2 separate regions of the Hordeum vulgare genome follow, and region 1 is linked to region 2. A link is a contact called in public Hi-C data. All regions are on one chromosome and are shown on one strand. Each heading gives the region's core, a stretch centred on a gene start, on an enhancer-like site or on the middle of the called end of the contact. The rest is flanking DNA. Distances are from core to core; before and after follow the strand shown.

The links. Hi-C and Micro-C count contacts between places; a contact is called where the count stands out from the background.
Region 1: a contact with region 2 is called in a Hi-C map of leaf, with 5 times the contacts expected there. The contact joins the promoter of LOC123402429 here to the enhancer-like site in region 2. A contact is called at or near these places in 3 of 6 Hi-C or Micro-C datasets (leaf and seedling) and 1 of 1 datasets of contacts at active chromatin or transcription factors (embryo).

The regions. Positions count from the first base shown.
Region 1 is chr6H:492,298,655-492,306,033 of MorexV3_pseudomolecules_assembly, reverse strand. It overlaps LOC123402429 (MYB-like transcription factor ODO1), which reads left to right and starts at 3,237. Exons shown (of 3, transcript XM_045096353.1): 1 at 3,237-3,552; 2 at 3,674-3,803; 3 at 3,898-4,630. The coding sequence starts at 3,420. The coding sequence ends at 4,390. It overlaps LOC123402428 (mediator of RNA polymerase II transcription subunit 23), which reads left to right. Exons shown (of 21, transcript XM_045096352.1): 20 at 324-427; 21 at 563-1,076. The coding sequence ends at 767.
Region 2 is chr6H:492,113,144-492,119,637 of MorexV3_pseudomolecules_assembly, reverse strand. No RefSeq gene overlaps it. Among protein-coding and RNA genes, the nearest start is that of LOC123403129, 15 kb to the right of the region's middle. Within about 2 kb of position 3,782, at least 1 of the 3 cell types and tissues checked has open chromatin away from gene starts, as enhancers often do. A contact at or near this core is called in leaf, where this site is marked.

The DNA of each region.
Region 1 (7,379 bases), core at 1,988-4,487, 190 kb before region 2:
CTTTGTTGTGTCTTCAACACAATTGAGCTATAAGTGTGTCCTTCCTCTCTGAAGGAAATAAATGAACGCATGTTATGATTGTTCCCCATGACCCAATGTTTTCATCCATGGGCGGAGCTTCATGCAGATTGCAGGCCAAAGGTGGCCAGGGCCCATAACATCCCCTCTTGCTATATCGCTAATTTTCATGATTTTCATGCTAACAGGAACAGTATTTCTCCCTGCTCCTCTGCTGGCTTCACCGGTGGTCCGATACATTGTTGTATGAAGTAGAGTTTATTTATTTTCCTATACTAATTTTCTTGTGTTGTCACGATCTGCAGACACTGGCTTTGCTGTTCAACGTGTTGGGGGATGTGTTTGGGAAGAACTCTCAGGCCTCGCCTCATGTGCCGGCATCAGAAATCGGAGACATCATCGACTTCCTGTAAGATACTCCTAGTCTTCCCTGCTGAAAATTCTCCAGCATGCGACTATACGTGCCTTCTCATTCTGGGTTCAATCGTAAATCCGCTGTATAGCTTATCATACGAGTTACCTCATTTTCCGCCCACCAAAACAGGCATCACGCTGTCATGTACGAAGGTCAAGGCGGCCCTGTCCAGAGTACCAGCAAACCTAAAGTGGAGATACTGACATTGTGCGGGAAAGTGGTGGACATGCTTAGGCCTGACGTGCAGCATCTCCTCTCCCACCTGAAGACGGATCCAACCTCGTCGATCTACGCGGCGACCCATCCAAAGCTAGTGCAGCAACACCCATCATAAGGTGGATGACGTAGAATAGTGTACACGCCTGAACTGCTGGGCCTCGGCTGATCTCGCTGTACAGGCCTGAACGCCAAGCAGTCTTAACCGGTTAACTTGCTGCCAGACCGGAACCTGGAGTTTGTCACAACGGTCAGGGGCAGATTTCTCTATTGGATCTGTGTTGTGTAACCCATATATATGTAGCAGTGGTGTAGATTGCGATGTTTATGATCTCCTGTAGAAGTTAACCTGTCTGTCAAAACATATGTACTGTCAGGCTCCGTGCAGCCCTTGTGAGTGGTGGTACCAGTGCCTCTTTTCCTTTGATGCTGCAGTGCAGGACACGGCTCGTTTGGTCGATGGTCACGGTCAGGCGTTGCCCTTCTGACACCGACCTGAGCCGAGTAAGGAGCGCATTGCATGCTTGCAAGGTCTGTCACGGAGCAGGCGCCAAGGACCGATGACCCTTCTCGCCGGTGGGCATCAGACGCTGGTGTACCGTGTTCTGAACCGTGGGCATCGTCGGTGTCACAGTGTCCCGCAGTGTGCATGACAGCGTCTCCTCCGTTACATAGTCCGCACTAATGTGTACTGCTGACCGCGAGCAAGTTCACCAGTGTCCGCTATGCCTCGTAAACATCAGTGGTTACTCCTCTAAATTGTCAACAGTATACCCTGGTTCCAAATCCCGATGTTCACATGTTGAGTTACGCATTTTGTGTGAAAATTCAAATGTTTCCGAGCCTCCCACGGTTCATTCAGCCTGTTTCTTTTCCGAAGATAGATTTTTTTTTTTGTACTTTTCCGAAGATAGATGGTACTGCCGCGGTGATTAGCAAGCAAGGTCCACGTACGTACCTACCAGGTAATCCATGGCCCGTCTTCTCCTGCTGCTAATTTGAGGCCTCCTTTGGTTTGCCTTAATTTTGTTCTAAAGGTAGGAATTTCGTAGGATTTTTTTTGAAGCCCTTTGATTTGAGGGAAAATCTAAGGAGAAGCGTCCCACCATAGCTCTTTCATGCGACGGCTTAGATAGCCTCATGCGCATGTAAGAATCTTCTACGTCATGATTACATCATCACATTAAATGTTTATTTGAATTTTAAAAATGATTTATCTCACGGATTAATAATTTGACTGGAGATTCGTCTTCACCGTTAGGTTCGTCTCGATGAGACCTTTAAAATAAGATCCCATGTTGACATATTTTGTTGATTTTTTTCGTCCTTCCTAGTTGCTACATTTATGTCATCATAGTTGTCATCTTACAGATGTGTAGTTATCATAAAATTATACATAGTTATCGGGATAATAATTTTATACTTTTTAAGTATTGCAGTGTTATGTGAAGCTAAAAATAGTTATTAAAGCACTAACAATAAGCAAATAAATGCATGAACCAGCACAAGTACAATGAATCAAGTTTTTTAGTGGGGTATATCGACATTCATAAACCCGGTTACCAAGTTGATTTAATGTGATAACTATGTGATAAATAATGTGACAAATAAGTGATAGTAATTTAGCAAGTACCGGCGAAAACAAAAGTTATCGAAACATATCGACATGGGATCTAGTTTTGAAGATCTCGTCGCGATAAAGACAGTGGTGAAAACGAATCATTAGTTGAGATAACGGTTTGAGAGATAAATCTTTTCTAAAATGCAAAATCAAAAGAATATGTAATGATGTCATGTTGCATGCATGTAAAAATGGATGGAAGAGAGTCGCCGCATGAAAAGACTAATATGCGGCGCCGTTCCCTAGTGAAGTCTTTGATTTTTAGGAATGGATCTTATTCCTATGTAGGATAGAAACCAATCATTTACATTTTAAAATAAAAATAAAAACAAATTTACTAATTCTTATCTAGATGAGAATTAACAAAGTCTTATCTAACCCTCACACATTATTTGAGTAATCAAATAAAGTATACAAAATAAAAGACCTACACGAATCTTCATAAAAATCAAGTGACCTATAAGTTGGATGTGACTTGATTAAGTCTCATCTAGATGAGCGCTAGACACATTCAATATTTAGCCTAGGCTCGATGAAAATATTCCTATCCTATGCATCAAATAATGACATCACTTTCCCTATGACTTCCTATGGGTTTCCTATTCACATGATACTCCTGAAACTTGGGGCAATCTGGGGATCTCGATGTATGTTCACGTCGACTACATTTCCATTCCACCGGTACAAACTTGGTGTAAAAATCCACAAGTTTCAGGGCCACCCTCGGTTCATTCGTTCAGCCTCTTTCCTGTAGATAGATAGACACCGCCGCGGTGATTAGCAAGCAAGGCCGCTCCACGTACTCCCCTGGTAATCGGTGGCCCGTCTTCTCTTGCTGCTAATCCGTGCACCGCCTAGCACTCTACATGGTCCGTCCACCCGTGCGTGTGAGGCCGGTCGATGAGAGCAGAGCAGAGCAGAGGCCGGCTCACACGTACCGGGGCTCTGCTCGCCACGTGCGCGTGGCCCCTTTCCACTTCCGGCCGCACCTATTAATCCCCCGCTACGCGCCTCCGCTCCCACATTAAGCCCAAACTCCTTCCCCCTCTCCTCTCCTGGGACTGACCGATTCCCCCTCGAGACTCGAGCCAGCCGCCTTCTATCCCAGCTATCTCACTCACTGGTGCTCGTCCGGTTCGATCGACAGAGATGGGCAGGCAGCCGTGCTGCGAGAAGGTGGGCCTGAAGAAGGGCCCGTGGACGGCGGAGGAGGACCAGAAGCTCGTCGCCTTCCTCCTCTCCCACGGCCATTGCTGCTGGAGGCTCGTCCCCAAGCTCGCAGGTATTACACTCGTGTGCATGCATGGCGACGGTTCGGCCCGGCCGCTCTGCAAACGCATCTGTTTGGCCTCAAATCAGTCGTGAGTTCGTGGCTGAGCCTGAGCGCGTGCATTCCTTGGCAGGGCTGCTGAGGTGCGGGAAGAGCTGCCGCCTGAGGTGGACCAACTACCTGCGGCCCGACCTCAAGCGGGGCCTCCTCTCCGACGACGAGGAGAGGCTCGTCATCGACCTCCACTCGCAGCTCGGCAACAGGTGCGTCTGTCCTGCTCGATCGACGACGGGGGGTACGCATGTTCGCGTCGTGAATTCTGTTTTGGTGTTTGACTGCGCCGGCCCCGGACAGCAGATGGTCCAAGATCGCGGCGCGGCTGCCGGGCAGGACGGACAACGAGATCAAGAACCACTGGAACACCCACATCAGGAAGAAGCTCAAGAAGATGGGCCTCGACCCCGTCACGCACCAGCCCGTCGCCGCCCGCCCTCAGGACCCGCGGCGGCAGGACCCCCACTGCGACGGCAAGGCCTCGTCCCAGGAATCGGCCGGCTCCGGCGCCGAGGAGGAGGCGCCGACGAGCGGAGAGCCGAAGCAGGGCGCCGCCTGCTCTGCCTCCGTGTCGCCGTCCCCCTGCTCCTCTTCGTCCGCCTCGGCCTCGGCCTCCGTCGCCACGCCCGGCGGCGCCGACGTCGACTGGCCCGACCCCCTCGACCTCTTCCAGGTCGACGCCATCATCGACATGGACTGGGCCAGCATCCTGTCCGGCAGCGGCGGCGGCGACATTGGCGTCGATCTCTTCGACCAGTGCTCCGACGTCGGCTTCGATCAAGAGGTGTGGATGTGATCCTGACGCTAGCGTTTGAGGGTTAGAATTAGATTTGTGCCAGGAACACCGAAAACTCCTTTCACCTCTTTCTTCCTCTAGCTGTTTTTCTCTCACTCTCACTCTCACTCTCTACGTGCTCTGTTTTCTTTGGTATCTTGGGAGAGAATTTGTCCGTGTTCATGTTCATGTTCATGTCCATGCATGCATGCATACTTGTTGATAAGGAATGAGAAAAATGGCGAGTGTGGTTTGTGAGAATCCGTGAGACCAAGAAAGTGTCAAGAAGCGGTTCACTTGATCATCAATCACGGTATGATCTTCAGTTTGACACACACCGTGACACGCTCATGCACACGCACAAAAGAACAAACAGCCCCACTCACCCCCTATAAACATAGTATTTGATTCTTTTTTTTTTTTTGAAGGGCAAACATATTTGATTCTGAAAGCGAAAAGCCAATCCTTTTGTCAAAGAATTTTTTTTTGTTTTATGAACATGGTTGAATAGTATTTGTGGATGCACGCGCCAATGATGGACTGCGGCAGAGACTCCCTGGAATGAAAGCTCAGTACTTCCAGGACCAGTTTGGAAGTGTGAGGAATGCTTTAGCACTAGTAGTGTAGTGGAGTATTTAATTTCAAGATGTCTCTCGCTAAGGGCATCTTGAATAGTTTGTAGTTAGTTTGTTGATAAAATATGTCATGTCATCCATCAATATCTTAACATACAACTATTTTAATAGATAGTATATCTAGTTTGCTTAATAGGATGTGAGATAATAAATAAGGTGCTCTCTCATTCTACATTGAAGCTTGTGCAAGGGTGTTGGTTAATTTACATACAAACTTGCTTTCTTTTCTCATTTAGACCCTATTTGTTTCAGAAGTTACAGGACTTTTTATAGTCCTAACTAAAAAGTCCCTGGTCCCTACTCGTTTGTTTCCATGGACTAAACAGGGACTAGAGGTCATTAAATGATATGTAAAAAGATCATGCTACCCCTAGTAATGTACTAAAAGCTATTAAATGACATGCTAAAAGTAGATGCACTGTTGAAAAAAATGCCAAAAAAAGTTCGAAAAAGACCCTCTCATAGGGACTTCTTCCTTTAGTACCAAATACCCCCTTTTAGTCCCTAAAAGTCCCTCCTGTTTGTTTCACATGGGAGTAAAAGAGATTTTTTTAGTTTCTACATCAAAAAGTCCCTGAAAACAAACACCCACTTATTGCACGACACATCATTAAAAATTCTATGTGTCAAAATCTATCAACAACTATCTTACAACCATTGAAGATGACGTAAGTACTCCCTCCATCCCAAAATAAATGACTCAAAAATGACTCAACTTTATACTAAAATTAGTGTAAAGTTGAGTCACGTTTGAGTCAATTATTTTGGGACGGAGGAAGTATAATATAACCAAACACCGATTAATTAGATAAGGAAAGCTCCATGCACAAAAGCATCCATGTGTAGATAATCCAAAAAGAAAAGAAAGACCATTCAAGAAACAGTATTCTAGATAAAAGGCAACCCGGTAAAAAAATTTATGGTGGCAGCCTTGTAAACCTAAACATAATTCTCCTTGGTTTGACCGTTAGGCTCTATTTGGATTAAGTGATTTTTTCACTAAATAGTAATCCCTTCGTCCAATAATATAAGATGTTTTTCAACAATATACTAGTGTGAAAAAGCGTCCTACATTATGGGGCTGAGGGAGTAAATACCAGCTGAGAGCACAACAAAAGACCCCCAATCCAAGCAGGCCTTCAGATAGACATTTTTTCTGCTCTAGATACACGAGTCACCACGAAATGGTTTGTTCACATCTAAATAATTACATAAAATAAAACGTTCATCAAATGTTACATTTGAGAACCCCTTAAACACCTTCTCAAAGGGTTTTCAAAATTTCGAGATATATCTAATTAGCCATTTTTTTTACTTATTTTCGTATTAATAGAGCAGCACATAGATGTTTTCTAGTTACACAAGAAAAGGGGTCCCACAAACTAGAAAGTACTTATATCACAACTCACAAGTCAAGGCAAGGGCAACTCATTGTATTGTCACTTTTAGGCATGCTTGTGCAATATTGAATCTACAGTATTCCATAATGGCTTATTTCCCACAATAAAAGGTTCATTTCATATCTAGGATGGATCCCAAGTTCAGCCTTCAAAATACTTGATTGTTGGGAGATACTCCATTCTCGAGACGATATGCATGCTTTTCTCTAAGTTGGGATGAAAATATATCTCGAAATAGGCTTTCGCCCCGCTATATATACAGCAACCACATGATACAACATGAAACCACTGCTGGACCGAAACAGCACATCCACGGCCCAAAAAGAAAAGAAAGAGAAAATAATACCAACACCGACGGCTTAACAAAAACAATAATGACCCGCAACCGCTGCGTCTCCTTCGAAATATTCCCACCACGATCCAGGCATCTTGATCCATCGCGTACCAAGCAACACCTTCACGAAGGATAATGACGACGACGACACTGCTGCCCGGACAGGTCCTAGGGTTTCCCCCGGTACGCTCCAAGGCGTGGGGAGGAGGCACACCCGACACCCTTCAGGAAGGAAGGGTGACACTCTCAAGCGTCACCGTGTCGGTGTCAAAAGACAATGACTTCTCCCGACCCCCAAGCCACCACCCCCCGGACAATCAGAGACGCACCACTAAGCATGCCATCCACCAACAAACGCCACCTCGGTCTTGCAATCATCATCGTCGTCTCACCATGGTCAAAGTAGCAAGGCCGGTCAGTCTGAGGCGAACCACCCGAAGACACGATCTGATAGGGGGACAACCAAACAGGAGGGGACTACCTCCACCGTCCAAGACGGTCGCCGTCCGGACACGACGACGAGAGCACACCGAGCCATTGGAACCGAAGGGCAGCAGCAGCGCAGCCACCCGGAGGGCGTCCTCCACCGCCATCGGTGTTGGAAATATGCCCTAGAGGCAATAATAAATTAGTTATTATTA
Region 2 (6,494 bases), core at 2,533-5,032:
TCGCCCGTCCTAGAAATTCCCTGAGAATGGTAAGCAGCTATCCATCCATAGTAAAAAAAGGTTAGTAGCTACTGTTGTCGACGGATGTGACGGTAACAAAAGGCGATCGCGAGTGGTGAGTGCGGTCGATTGAGTTGGGTAACGAAAACACCAGAGCTGGCTAGGGCCGGACGGACGGACGTGACATGAGATCGATGGGCCGTGATCACACATGGATTAGCTCTCTGCAAAGCGAACGCCGGCCAACACCATCATGCCGCGGATCGCTAGTGGTTTCCGGTGGACGGATCATGGATCTGCCCCCTTGCCCTGTCCCGCCCCCCGTTTCTTTAACTAGCTTATCCTCCCCCTTTTCCTCCACTATCATTCCATCTCCATTTCCATCCAAGCCAGTGGCCTTCTACAGCCTTCCCCTGCCGCGGCCATGGCACGACGACGGCAACACGGCGACACGGCATGGCCTGCCCGTCAGCAGTGCCAATGCCAGTGTGCCATGCCGCAGACCGCGATGCGCACCGATGTCCAGAGGTCTCGGTCGGCTCATGTGCGTCCCAAGCAAACGTAGGCCGGAATGGACCGGGGAATATCGGATTGGAAGGACGTGAGTGATGCACCGGTTGGAAGCAAAGGCTGCACGGGAGGAGAGGAGATGGAGTGGTGACACGGTCGAACAGGTGTGTGATGGACCGAGGAGGACGAAGGGAATGTTGGCACGTACGTAGCGATGGCGCCGGCGCCGACGAGTGGGAATGGTTCGCAGGTCAGCGTTGGTGCGTGCGAGGTGATGTGTGGGAGGGCGACGTGCGTCGTGGACCTGAGCTGAACTAACGCCTGCGCTTTGCATGCCCCGCTCGCTTGGCTACCAACTCGGATAAACGCGTGTTGAGTCTTCTCGTCAAAAAAGAGGTCCTGACTAAGGGTTGTGGTGGGTTTTGGGCGGTTGTTTGTACGTAGTAGGAGTACTACGTATCTGTCGCCGGGTTTTTGCCTTTCTCGGCGGTGCCCGGTTGTTCCTGAATGCTCTGTCCTGGTAGTTTGTGAAATATTGCTTTCCTTTGCTAACATATCTTTTCCCTTAAACCAGCGTAAACAATTAATATGTGCCGCATGGAGTATATAATTTATTTTTAGTTATGGAGAAGAAAAAAGAATACACACATAACGTCTATGTGAGCGTGAGAGAAACACCGTGTGTGAGTTGTGAGAATCGTATCAACACAATATTTTTTTTCCGAACCAACCTGTTGTTGGATGGTTAGAAGGAATGCAGTATCATCAGTCCATCAGGGTTTAAATCCTGGTATTCGCATTTATTTTGACATTTATTTCAGGATTTCGGTGATGCACATTTAATAAGAGGAGACGTTTTCGTCGATGACGAAGTGTCTACGATGACTTCGTAAATTACAAGATGATATGTCGGTTCAGTCTTTTAAATGCGCTTATAGAAATAAGATGTGCGTGTGCACGTTCATATGAGTGAGTGTATGTACGTGTGTGTGTGTCTATATATATATATATATATATATATATATATATATATATATATATATATATATATATATATATATATATATATATATATATATGAACGCTTGCATCTATATTGTATTATGTTAAAGAAAACATAAACATTTTTTTATTTGTCTACCTATGTCTCGTCTAACCCCTTAGCCGTTCGATTTTAAAGATTCATCAGATTATTTTCTTCTTTTATGTTTTCTTTGGTTCATCAAGTACTCAGCCTTTGTTAACGAAGTCTCATCTAACTCCTACACATTATTCAAGTAATAAAACAAAAAAGGAAAACAATAGGCCCGCATGAATCTCCATGAAAATCAAACGGTGTAGGAGTTATACCTATGTCTCGCTTATGGTGAGACGGTAGCTTCTCCCGCCTTAAGGTTTTCTCTCTTACGTAGGTATTGTGCCGGGTCATTTCTTCTTCCCCGTCGCTCGCTCAGTATTGATCGATCTATCGCACCTGGCTCGCACGCTGCACTTGTTTGGCCCTTTTGCCCTTCGATTATTTTTTTGCTTTTCTTTATGATTTTCTGTTTTTCATCCTTTTTCTTTATTTTTTCACGGATCTAAAGTTTCTCTTTATCTTCGCGTTTTTCTTTATTTTTCCAGTATTTTTTTCTTTATTTCTTGTTTTTCACTGGTTTTTTTCTATCCTCTTGTCTTTGTTTTTTTTTTGTTTCTTTTCGGTTTTCTTTGGTTTTGTTTGTATCAAATTTTATCGGTTTTTAGTACACATTCAACAGTTTTCGTATATAACAGAAACATTATGTATATATATGTTGAACATTTTTAAATACATGATTAATATTTTTTGAAAACTTATGTATTTTTATGTCTACTTTTGTCATAGACATTGTAAATTTATTATATATACCTATTACGTTCTTAAATACAGATTTAATATTTCTTAAATACTGCCTTTATAAACTAATATAAAAGCATTTAGAATACTATTTTAATAATCTAAACATTCTTATATTAGTTTACAGAGGGAGTACAAGTTTAATAAATCTAAATTTACTACATGGTCAATATTTTTTCAACACATATTTAACCTTTTTTTTAAATGCTTATTTGTTTTCCCAAATACAAGGTTAACATTTTTTAATACATGGCCAACATTTTTTCTATACATATTTAACATTATTCAAATACTTAAATAATATTTCAAAAATACAACATTAACATTTTTAATACATGGTAAACATTTGTTCTATACAAACTTAATATTCTCAAATGCTTTTTAATACATTGTGTTCCATTTTTATATGCATAATGGATATTTTTTAAATACTTGATTATTCATTAAATGCCTGATTAACTCTTCTCAAAATACGTAATCATTTTTTTCACACACATTGTATATTTTATATATACATTTTTCGTATACACGTATATATATGAGCGCTTACGTTAATATTGTATTTAAAAATATATTTAATTACTTTTCTAACATTTATCTCAAATAAGTTTGTAATATATTTGTCTAGAATATTTAAAATATAAAAAAGTAAAAAAAGAAAGAAGAAACAAGGGTTCCCTGCGTCTTGCACAAAGTAAAGATATAGGGGTGCCCGTGCGCAACTCCTATTGGCCGCGCGTTGCGGCAAGGAGTCGCACGCCGCACAGGGATGCCCCCCCCCCCCTCCGACTGGGCCAGACCATCTTCGGCTCGCCCCCAACAGGGGTTTCAAAAAAAGTTTAATAACTGTTTTTCTATATTTTCAAAATTCTCGAATATTGTTTGAAATTCTGGAATATTTTTCAAATTTCGGCACATTTTTAAAATTTTTTTTTTTTTTGAAAAATCCAAAACATTTTGATAAAAACTAGAACATTTTTTCAAATTCCGGAACATTTTTACAAATTTCGGGAAAAAAATTCAAATTCCAGAACAATGTTTTTCACATTCCTGAAACTTTTTTTAATTATGAATCAGTTTTTCAAATTCCGAAATATTTTTAAACTCTGGTATATTTTTTCAAATTCTAAAACATTTTTTCAAATAATGGAATATTTTTTGAAAATCCAAAACATTCTTGAAACAGAAACAGAAAATAAAAAAGAAATAAAAAAAGCAAAAAACAGAAAATCCGGTTCAAGAAATCTTCTAGTAAGTTTCCAAAACCGAAAAAAATCGGCTGAAAAAATCTAAAAGGTTCCCAAAACCGGAATCCCCGCGGGGCTGGCCCAGATCATCTGTGGCTAACGTTTTCTCTGTGCGTAGCCGTGGCAATTTGCCTCAACACGCTGCAAATAGGGTTTTCCATACCCATGGCCGATGGTAACATACCACAGAAAAAAAAAAGCGGCCCACTTAGCATGTGAGGGAAAAAGGAGTCGTTACAAATGAAGGAAGGAAAAAACCTGTATGTTTTTATTGTAAATATGTTTTACTGGTCGTTCTTCGTCCAGTTATCTATCCATGTACTCATCAGCTTTAAAAAAAATCCATGTACTTATCTTTTCTTTCTCTAATATTAATCAGATCTAAAATATCCTTTGAGTGTCTTTATTAAGAAAAAAAAATTGTAGTGAACAAGTGGGTGTTGGTTTTAGGTAGTTTCTCAAACCTTTGCCATATTTTTTGAAGGTTCCACAAGGCTTTTTCTTTTATTTTTCATGCAGATTTTTTTTTCAGGGACATGTTCATCTATCTATTTCTTCTAAATTTTAAACAACCATTCTATTTCAACTAATTTTGAAGATTTTTTTATTAAATAACCATGGTAAATTTTAGTAATTAATCATGGCAATTTTTTATTTAAGAAATAAAATATTTTAAAAACTAAAAAAATAAATATTCTCTTCAACATGATTAGTTTCGTCACTTGTGCATGCATAAGGTGACATTACCCAATTTGTGATTATGAGGAATGTGGTCGGGTGTTGCTGCCACCATACATATGGTGGTTATCTGTGTCCTATCGTTTTTCTCCCTTTTACTTTTTATTACTTTTTCAGACATGTGAACTTTTCTAAAATTCTTGAACATTTGACAGTTTTGCATACATTTTTTGAATTCACAAACAATTTCTGAAATTAAAAAATATTTTTTCACTTCATGAATAATTTTGTAAATTTAGGAATATTTTTTTGATTCGTAAACATTTATGATACATGAATTGTTTGTTGAACTTGCGAGCAATTTTTGAAATTTATGAACATACTTTGCTTTCATAAACAATTTTTGAAATTGGCAAAATAATTGAATTCATGATTTCTTTCAAAAGTTGTGAACAATTTTTGAATTTGATACTTTTGAGATTGTGATTTGTTTTAATTCATGAATATTTTTGAAATAGTGAATGCTTTCTAATTTGGGAACACTTTTTGAAAATGCAAGTACATTTTTAAAATTCACAAAATAAACGAATTCATATTTTTTTAATTCAGAACATTCTTTGTTTTGAATTGATTTCGAAAACAAAACAAAATAAAAAACAGGTGATGCGTTCATAGGTCGAGGTCGTGATGGCACATGAAAGACACGATCTCTACCGTTGGCTTAGAGTGGCACACAGTAGACGGGCAACGTCTCCACAAAAATGCATCAGCTCATTAGAGCATCGGACGCCCCAAAACGATCTCAAATATCCGTTCTTAAATATTTGGGCTAACCGCATCCTCATATTTAGCCTAAATATGAGATGAATATTAGGATGGCCCATGCGCGTTCGCTTGGCCCAGCCTGGTCCATCCAGACTTCGAAAATATCTTCATGCGGCAATTCCTAGGCGTCGGTCAATTCGAATTCCAGTTTATTCCCGTCTCCAACCACTTCACTTATGATCCCCTTCCATCCCATTCGATGGCCAGCGACGGAAGCAACAATGGATTTGACGGAGAGTTTGATGCCTCGACCAACGATGTGGAGGAGCTCGCCTTCTGTGTCACCATTAGGAGGTTGCTGCTCGCCCAAGGCGGCCCCGTTTGATCTTTCTCGTCGCCTAACGCCTGTCGACGTAGCACCGTCAACATCACCGACCCTTCCTGCCCGACGCACAACTTAGGCAGGTCCGTTCCCTTCCTTCAGTTACGCCACCCACCTCCACCATCCTCTGGTCTGGAACTGGTGTGTGGCCACCGCTAAGTTCTCGTGCCTGTGTCGGGGCCAAGGCGCACGAGGACGCCCGAGTCCGAGGCACGTGCAGCCCCGCTCGAGTGGCAACGGGCGAGGAAGAGGGGCGAGGCGATGTCCACGGGCCGTTCGCGTGCAAGTGCACCGATTGATCCCGAGGGTGTGTTTGTCGTGTCGGTCCTCCACCATTCTCTCATGACGGTGGAGAGTGATGCGCATCGCCTCCGACGAAAGAATGCCAAGGCGCTCCGATTCACCATCGAGTTGTCAGAGCGTGAGGCAAACAAGGAGGCGGCCTGCCATGCGAAGGAGCAGTAGCGTCTGCTCCGCAGGCAGTCAGGCATGAGGTGCAACTCCGACTCTAACCCAACGGACGTGTCCGCCTCCAGCTCCGACGACGGCGTACCTCCGCTGCACACCTACGCCTACACGGAGGAGGGACACTGCCGCATCGATGATCGAAAGGGGAAGGGGCCGACGAAGAAATGGTGATTTCCTCCAGCCTTTCCCATTATATTTATATTTTAAGTATGTTTTAATTCGTTTATAGTATGGATTTGCGGCTGAACTCCGATAAACTATGCCCATTTTGTACGGCGATACAATGTGATCCGATGAACTGCATGTTAATCTAGTTTTACGCATTATTCAAAAGATCGGCCTATTCCCTGATTTATCGCTACTCGAAGGGTGGCCGATAAAATTATGCCATATCGTCACCTACAGGCAATTTATCGAGAATCTAACGATAAGTCGGGCATATTTCTAACACTATGTGTGCACGAACTATATTTATTTGTGTTTTATGCACCTCGTTAAGTAATATGTACTATTGTCCTATATTATTTATCATTGTATAAAGATTCATAGGCAAGGAATTAAGGTAACA